3 separate regions of the Mus musculus genome follow, and regions 2 and 3 are each linked to region 1. The links are chromatin contacts, called in public ChIA-PET maps. All regions are on one chromosome and are shown on one strand. The core of a region is the stretch at or near the end of the contact, and the rest is flanking DNA. Distances in the headings are between cores, read along the strand shown.

What was found. ChIA-PET counts read pairs in DNA pulled down with a chosen protein or histone mark.
Region 2: a contact with region 1 is called in an RNA polymerase II ChIA-PET map of memory CD8 T cells, with 15 read pairs. The contact joins two enhancer-like sites. A contact is called at or near these places in 2 of 115 datasets of contacts at active chromatin or transcription factors (CD8 T cells and memory CD8 T cells) and 2 of 9 other capture datasets (embryonic stem cells and liver).
Region 3: a contact with region 1 is called in an RNA polymerase II ChIA-PET map of memory CD8 T cells, with 20 read pairs. The contact joins two enhancer-like sites. A contact is called at or near these places in 2 of 484 Hi-C or Micro-C datasets (muscle stem cells and nephron progenitors), 3 of 115 datasets of contacts at active chromatin or transcription factors (CD8 T cells, effector CD8 T cells and memory CD8 T cells) and 1 of 9 other capture datasets (embryonic stem cells).

The regions. Positions count from the first base shown.
Region 1 is chr9:95,119,994-95,122,646 of GRCm38.p6, forward strand. All of the region lies in intron 12 of Slc9a9 (solute carrier family 9 (sodium/hydrogen exchanger), member 9), which reads left to right. Among named protein-coding and RNA genes, the nearest start is that of Gm32018, 190 kb to the right of the region's middle. Within about 2 kb of position 1,353, at least 105 of the 459 cell types and tissues checked have an H3K27ac peak or open chromatin away from gene starts, as enhancers often do. A contact at or near this core is called in CD8 T cells, effector CD8 T cells and memory CD8 T cells, where this site is marked.
Region 2 is chr9:95,315,601-95,318,253 of GRCm38.p6, forward strand. No RefSeq gene overlaps it. Among named protein-coding and RNA genes, the nearest start is that of Gm32018, 6.4 kb to the left of the region's middle. Within about 2 kb of position 1,346, at least 32 of the 459 cell types and tissues checked have an H3K27ac peak or open chromatin away from gene starts, as enhancers often do. A contact at or near this core is called in CD8 T cells and memory CD8 T cells, where this site is marked.
Region 3 is chr9:95,278,741-95,281,393 of GRCm38.p6, forward strand. No RefSeq gene overlaps it. Among named protein-coding and RNA genes, the nearest start is that of Gm32018, 30 kb to the right of the region's middle. Within about 2 kb of position 1,336, at least 65 of the 459 cell types and tissues checked have an H3K27ac peak or open chromatin away from gene starts, as enhancers often do. A contact at or near this core is called in CD8 T cells, effector CD8 T cells and memory CD8 T cells, where this site is marked.

The DNA of each region.
Region 1 (2,653 bases), core at 103-2,602:
CTCAAATGGATGGTGTTTCTTATGCTATTCCCTCATGGCAATTAACTACCGCACTTTTTCCCTAAATTTTATTTTCATTAAACCTTCCACACTAAATACATGTGGGGCCATTTCTATTTGCTCACCCAGTGCTCACTCAGGCTGCCCCGAAGGCAAGTGGCTCTCAAGTGCTGCCTCCTGTCTTTCTCCAAGCCATTTCAGATACCTACTCTGCTGTCAGCAAAGACCATCAGCAGTGTGGCCGGAAACAGACATCCTCCAGCCGGAAATGGTCTGAGGTGGGGCGGGGCAGGGCAGTGTCTTGTTCCCACCCAAGCCTCTGAGATGCTTTGCACACAGGAAGCCAAAGCCCATAATCAGCTGACATCCTTTCTCACTTTCAGCAGGCTGCCTGAATAATTGGGACTAGAAGTGTCTGCTTTGATTGCTGTGGGGAGAAATGCTTAAATGTTGGTGAAAACCCTCAGTCCTGCCTCTTTTATAGCTGGGTTTCTTAGGAAAGCCCATCTCTGTTCTCTCCCATGCTTCAAGCAGAACACTAGAAAAAGGCCCCAAAGTGGTACAGCAATTGATGCTTGGGCATCTCCGCATCTCCATTCAATCTGCAGCCCACCAGGGTGCCCAGCAGCCCTGAGACAGGTTGGACCTTTGCTTGTTGAAATGGAGCCTCAAAGGAATTTTCTGCATGAGCAGAAAGAGACACTCTACCAATCGTCCTAGTGCCAGGAAAACGGGACAGCGTGGACCGGACCGCCACACATGGAACCCCTGTGGTCACACACACTCTGTGGCCACTGTCTGGACTTGGTGGGGGCGGGGAGAGTGTCTTACCTTAATTCCCTTCTGCTCTCTCACCTCTTCACCCACTCCAATCCCTTCTGTCCTCCCTTTCCTCTCCTTTTCTCCCTCTTACGCTTCTTCTTAGCACATCCCCTGCGCCCCCCCTCCACGCACACATACATACATACCACGCATGTACCCTTTTCTCCTTCTTAAGTGAAATAATTGAAAAACTTTTCCCCACTCGACTGAGAAGAATCAAATGCTAGTCCACTCGAAGCCCTCACCATCAGCCTGAATGCCACAGATGGAGACAATAAAGAGCTGCTCCTTTTGGGTGTTCAAGCTGGGGGGCTACCTGTGCGCAGAGCATCCTGATTTGCAGGACTTTCAAACAGGTCTCGTTTTCACTGTCCTGCCATCAGCTCATAGCTCAAGCTAGGGCTTCTAGCTTGCTCGGTCTTCACCCCCAGCCAGATGCCTGGAGGATGACTGAGAGATATTTGAGAGCAGTAGAGGCTGATCTGTTAAAGGCAGCCTTTGCAGAGCTCTGCTGGAGCCTGACTTAAGCCGGGCCCGCCCACTCACCAGCTTCCTCCCACACTCCCAGCCCACCCCCAACCCAAGGGGCTCACTGTATGGGAGAGGAAATGCAACCATCAGGGCCCCTCACTCGCTCTGGCTCTTCTGGAACCCTGGGAAGAACCACAGCGTGGTGTTCCCAGGGTCTGTGTTTCTGTAAGATTTGGGAGAGGAGTGTTTTAAACACAGATTAAACTGCTGTTTCATCTACTAAGCTCCCCACTCGCCCTCAGTCTTCTCTGATAGGATGGCTGTGGGCAACTGGGGATCCAACCCAGGAGCAGCTGCGGAGAGCACGTATTTCATGCGCAGTGAGTGGGATCCATTTCTAAGAGCCACAGTGACCTCTGTGTGTGCAAGTCCCTGCTGGTCATCCTGGAGTAGGAAAAGCTTAGAGAAACTTAGTGTAATGGCTGCAATAAATGTAGACATATCTCTTGGCACCTGGCAGCAAAGGCCTGTGGGTATCGAGAGGGGTAAGCCCAAGGAATGAGATACACAGAGCCAGAAGCAATTCTGGAGAATGAAAACTCAGTTCTCTTTGATGCCTGTCAAAATGGAGATGCGGAAATGTACTCAGTAAGGAGGCACGGGGAGAGATCAGTACACTGTACATTGTTTATGGAAATTGCATGAAATTTATCAGGAATCTTGCATTCGGCAGATTAGCATGACAGGGCTGCATGGAGCAAGCCAGTCTGGGTAAGAAAGCATGTTTTATTGCCTTCTGGTTATCAAGAACTTGAGTCTTGCTAGGGAAGAAGATTCCCTCTTTTTTTTCTTCCCATCCTCGTGTAAAATCATCAGATACAGAAATCTCAAAGTGTGCAAGCAAATTTTACAGCACAGAAGGCGATTTTAGAGATGTGCCAGAACGGTCAGTTAAAACATTGTGGTGATGATGTTGTTGTTGTTGTTATTTTGTGAGATTGGTTGCAGCCTTACAAAATTTCTTATTTCTCCTTTTCTAGAGAATCTCTTTAGAACATCCCATATTTGTCTTCTATATTATTTCCTTAAAACACACACACACATCTACACACACATGCACACACACGTACACACACACATGTACACACACACACATGTACACACACACATGTACACACACACACATGTACACACACACATGTACACACACACACACACTGCCAATTCTATAACGTTCCGGCCCTGCAACCTAGACCCTCCCTGAGGACAACCCACATGAATCTGGACAAGGCTTTTTTTTTTTTTTTTTTTCTCTGCATTAGAGAACTCAGCTCCAGGCTAGGGATCCATGATTCTGAGA
Region 2 (2,653 bases), core at 96-2,595, 200 kb after region 1:
ATTCTGAGCCAGTTTTAAGGCAATGGGCTTTCCAGTCACAGCAGATGACCTCAGGCATCTGTGTCCCAGGGCTGTGCCACATAGGAGTGGAGTTTAAGCAGTACGACATGGAAAGCTGCATTTTCTAGAGGCCATAGTTGGAAAGTCAAAAGCAGCCAGGTGGAGTGGTGCACACCTTTAATCCCCACACCCAGGAGGCAGAGGCAGGAGGATCTCTGTGAGTTTGTGGCCAGCCTGGTCTACAGAGCAAGTTTTAGGTCAGTAAAGTGAAACCCTGTCTTACAAAATGACAAAAGAAAGTTTAAAAAAATCAATAGAAGACAAATTCTAACAATATAGTTTGTTTAGCCCAATATGTTCTAGAAATTCTCATTTCTACACTCAGCCATCTTTAAGTAACCATTGTGTGTCTCTGTTTTCCAAGCCAAACATCCAGAATTCGGGGAGCACCGGCAGCCAAACCCATCATGGCCTGAACCAACCTCACTTCAAGTGTTTAAAACACACATGTGCCAGACATGGTCTACCAGAAAAGGTTTGTGCCAGAAGCTCCCAAGGAAAGCATCAAGTTTTAAAACCAGCATTGTCTACGAGAGACTCATGATAGTCAAAAATAGAGGTGACATCCATTAGTAGCTGAATTCTCACTCAGTAAGAATCTAAAAGGTAGCCAGGCATGGTGGCAAATGTCTTTAATACCAGCATTCAGGAGGGAGAGGTAGGCAGATCTCTGTGAGTTGGGGGCCAGGCCAACCCAATCTACAAAGTAAGTTTCAAGACATCCAGGGCTATTACACAGAGAAACCCTATGGAAGTTAGCAGGGAGAGGGGGTAGGGAAGGATGAGATCAAACAGCAATGCTACAGATTCCAGATTCCAGGCCAGGTATGAGCACTGTGAACCTTGGAACTCTTTTGAATATATACATAGCTGTTTCCCTGAAAAGCACGGACCCCAAGAAGACTATAAGGTCAAAAATCAATGTCTTTGGTGTTTGCATCCACTCTTTTCCTCCTCTCCCACCCTCACTGCTTAAGCTCAGACATTCCTTTCTTTAATTACCTCTAGATGGTAGAGCAGTGTGTGGACTGACTGTCTATGCCCCGCCCTATTCATAAGAGCCCCAGGTGGTGGCATTAGGACTGGTCCTCCAGGAGATGAGGAAGCCAAGAGCAGCAGAGCTTGGAGTGAAATCCTTGCTCCTCTCAAAAAAACCACCGAGGCGCTCTTGCTTCTACCACATGACGACAAAGCAAGAAATTATCGGGTGCCTCTCTGAAGAGATCCGCAGCAGAACCCACCTACACCAGTACCCTGATGTCACACATCCTGTCTCCAGAATGCGTTTCTGTGGGTTGTATCCACAGGGGGTATGGCATTTGATTATAGAGCAGCAGTAAGAAGTCTAGACAGGAAGTGTGTGTTGATAGCACTCACTGTATCACGGGAATCCTAGATCTCCTAAAACGGGCATCTAAAATGAGGCATTTCCTGATCACTGGGATGCACTGTGTTCCCCTAACCCTCAATAGCCCTGTGATGAATCATCATTTTATTGCCATAGACAGACACCAACAACAAACCAGATTCAGAGAGGGTAAGCAAGCTGCTCTAGGTCAAACAATATATAAATGGCATGCTCAACATTTTAAGCCCACGTCTGCCCAATTCTGAGCCCCAATCTTGATAATCAAAAGAAGAAGATAAACAAATGGATTATAGCTAACGTCCCAGAAGGGAACTACCTACATATTCCTCATCTTAGTAAACCCAGAGAGTCAAGTTCAAATCTTAACTCTGCAGCTTGGAGAACTCTGATTTGCTCTGACATATTTGTTCAGACAAACAAAGTAAAATAAAGATGAGAATGTTTTCATCACGAATGGATAAGGTAAGATGATTGACTTTAAAAAGTACCTGCTGCTCCCATACATTGTGCTGCTCTCCATTTCTGACACTGGGGGATAGCTATAAGTTAGATGAACATCCAGCTCTCAGGAATACTGACAGTAAACAAGGAAAACTAACAAGGCCACCCCCAGGGATTGGTCAATGTCAAAAACTAGTGAAGACCTGGTATGGTAGAGCACATGTTTAATCCCAGCACTCAGAAGGCAGAGACAGGAGAATTTCTGTAAGTCTGAGGCCCTCAAGAGCTACATAGTGAGACCCTGTATCAAAAACCAATAAGTAAGAACAATAATTAAAGGAGACAGGGCGTGCAAACTGCTCGACCCTAGGCTTAGCACAAAGAGGGGATCGCTGTGAGACATAACATGGGCTTTGTTAACAAATGTCATTGGCTGGAAGCCAATATCCATTTCTTAATTCTCCTTGGAGACTGGGAAATCTACATCAAGGCACTGGCAGATTTTGTTCTGGTGAAAGTCCTCTTGCTGGTTGGAAGGTGGCCATCTCTGTGCTGTCCCCTCTCCAAAGAGGGCTCTGGGAGCTTCTTTTATAAGGATGCTAATTCTGCACACAAAGGCTCCACCCTCATAGCCTGATCACCTCCCCAAACCTCCATCTCCTTCTGCATCGCACGGAAGTTAGGATTTCAACATATGAAATTGGTAAACTCAAACATTCAGACTAAAGCCTTCTGCTCCTGACCCCCCAAAATCCATGTCTTTCTTCACTGTAAAGTGCATTC
Region 3 (2,653 bases), core at 86-2,585, 160 kb after region 1:
AAGAGAATCTCACTTTGACTAAGTGCCTGCCCTGCTCATGATCTTGTGGAAGCAGCTCTACTAGATCTCGTCACTTTCCTATTAGCCATAAGATAACTCTCAGGGGGCTTGGCAGGTCCACAAGCCCATCCAGATGACCAGCCAATGGCCAGTTAGGATCAAAACCCTAACCTGACTAACCACACACTGCAGAAGGCTGTGCAAGTCTGCTGTGTCTTGGTTACTTTTTTTTTAACTCATGTGAATAGCCACCATGACCAAGACAACTTATAAAAGAAAACATTTAATTTGGGGGTCATGGTTCCAGACGTCCTTGGCCACCATGGCAAGGAGCATAGCCAGTAGGCCAGCATGGTGCTGGAGCAGCTGGGGCTTACATCTTAGCCACAAGTTGGGGGCGCAGAGAAAGACTGAGCTTGTTGTAGGCTTTTGAAACCTCGAAGCACACCCTCTGTGACACACCTCCTCCAACAAGGTCACGCCTCCTAATCTTTTCCCAAACAGCTCTACCAAGCATTCAAATATACGAGCCTGTGAGCCTTTTTCAGTCAAGCCGCCACACTCTAATACCCTTTCTGAGGGCAGCCTGTTCCCTTCATAGGATGCCTGGGAAGTTCTGTTAACTGGCATGGCTGGTGACTGTGCTAGGCCTCTTTGTCACCACCCAGAGTGGTAGTTCACTGGATCCATGACAGAAACCAGGTTGTGATCTTGAAAGTTCTAGATGTACTCTGTCCCTGTCCGTACTTACAACTTCCTTAAATATCTCTCTGTCTGTGTCATCTGGCGTCTTGAAAGCCACCCACCACTGCCCTTTCTTTCTAGCATCCATTAGTCCTTCAGATGGCCAACTTCACAAGCGAAGCATTGCCTTGGACTCTGAGCTCAGACACCTCCACCCCTCTCTGGCTGTTTTCCTCTCCCAGAAACTCCGTTAAGAGCTGTGGTTCCTCTGGTACCCAAGCCAGGCTCGGGCCTGAGGGTCAGTGCACTGGCTTCCCCCAGCCAGGCTGCTCAGCCAGCATCTACTCTTATCTCCCCCCCACACCTACCTTTTCCCTCAGCCAATCTCCAGGGACTGGAGGGCAACTACTCACCACCAAACAGTCTTTGAAGACTCTCTTCAGGCCATAGGGGAATGACGCCCAGTCCCCACACTTATCTCTAGTGACCAGGTTGGGGGGGGGGGGGGAGGGGTCTTTACAAAGGAGAAAAGAACACAGCATTTTTGCTTAGTTTTCTAACACAATAATTGACATTTTCCTCCTCACCACCTAAGATGAAATCAGCCTTCCTGTCCTCAAAGAAACAGCTGCAGAGACAGGAAATGGCTGGCCAGAAGCCAAAGCAAATGAAAGCAAGTAGGAAAGCCATTCTGACTCAGGGTAACAACAAATGATCCCAGATGATGACAAACACACAATCATGTGTCACTTAACAGAGTGACATTCCGAGAAACATGTCTGGAGTTACTTCCACTTGCACAAACATCATTGCTTAGCCGAGTGCTCGCGGTGGGCTCCTGGTAGCATCGGGCACTAGAATAACACGAGCTGTGAATGCTAGTGATCAACATGACACCAGGCTCTGTCTCTAAGTGTAAGGAGTGCACTCCAAAATAACTATTGAAGTAGAGACGGTAGCTGTAAAACAAAAACAAACAAACAAAAAAAAGCAAGAGATTTATTTAAAGATTTATTTATTTATATTTCACATGTATTAGTGTTTTGCCTGCATGTGTGTCTGTTTATCATGTGTGTGCAGTTCTTAGAGAAGCTAGAAGAGGCCATCAGAGCCTTTGGGACTGGAGTTACAGAAGCTGTGAGCTGTGGGTGCTGGGAATAGAACCTAGGTCCTCTGAAAGAGCAGCAAGTGCTACTCACAGCAGAGCTATGTCTCTACCCTGTAGTAACAGAATTTTCTTAGCATTGTCTTGTGTTGGGGACTGTATGTAAGTGTACTGTGCGTGCTATTCTTTTATAGAATTAGGAGTGGGTGGGTTTGTCTGTGTCAGCACAGCCCTCCAAACACTAGAGAGATGCCTCTTATGGCAATGCCACTAGGTGATGTGACTGTTTTGTGACCCTTTTTCTGCATTTATTTGTTTATTCATTCATTCACTCAGTGTGTGTGTGTGTGTGTTTGTGTGTGTCTATTTGTGGGTGCACGTGGGCACAGGCATGCACACGCACATGCCACCCTGCATGTTTGGAGGTCAGAGAACTATCGGAAAGAGAGCAACTTCTCTCTTTCCATCATGATCAAATCACCTTTGACAACTAAGCCATCCCATGGCCTTCCTTCATAATCCTATTGTACTATGTTGTATATATTGACTATTGTTGAGTTATAACACCAGTATGTGTCTCTGTATCTCTCTGTGTACCTCTCTGTCTTTCTGTCTCTCTCCCTATGTCTCTCTCTCTCTCTTTCTCTCTCTCTCTCTCTCTCTCTCTCTCTCTGTGTGTGTGTGTGTGTGTGTGTGTGTGTGTGTGTGTCTGTATACCTCTCTCTGACTCTCTGTGTCTTTCTGTATATCTCTTTATATCCCTTCTGTCTCTGTGTCTCTCTATGCATCTCTGTCTCTCTGCCTTCCTCTCTTCTTCCCTTCTCCCCAGTCCTGCTTGTCCTCTGCCTACCCTTCCCTGATTCC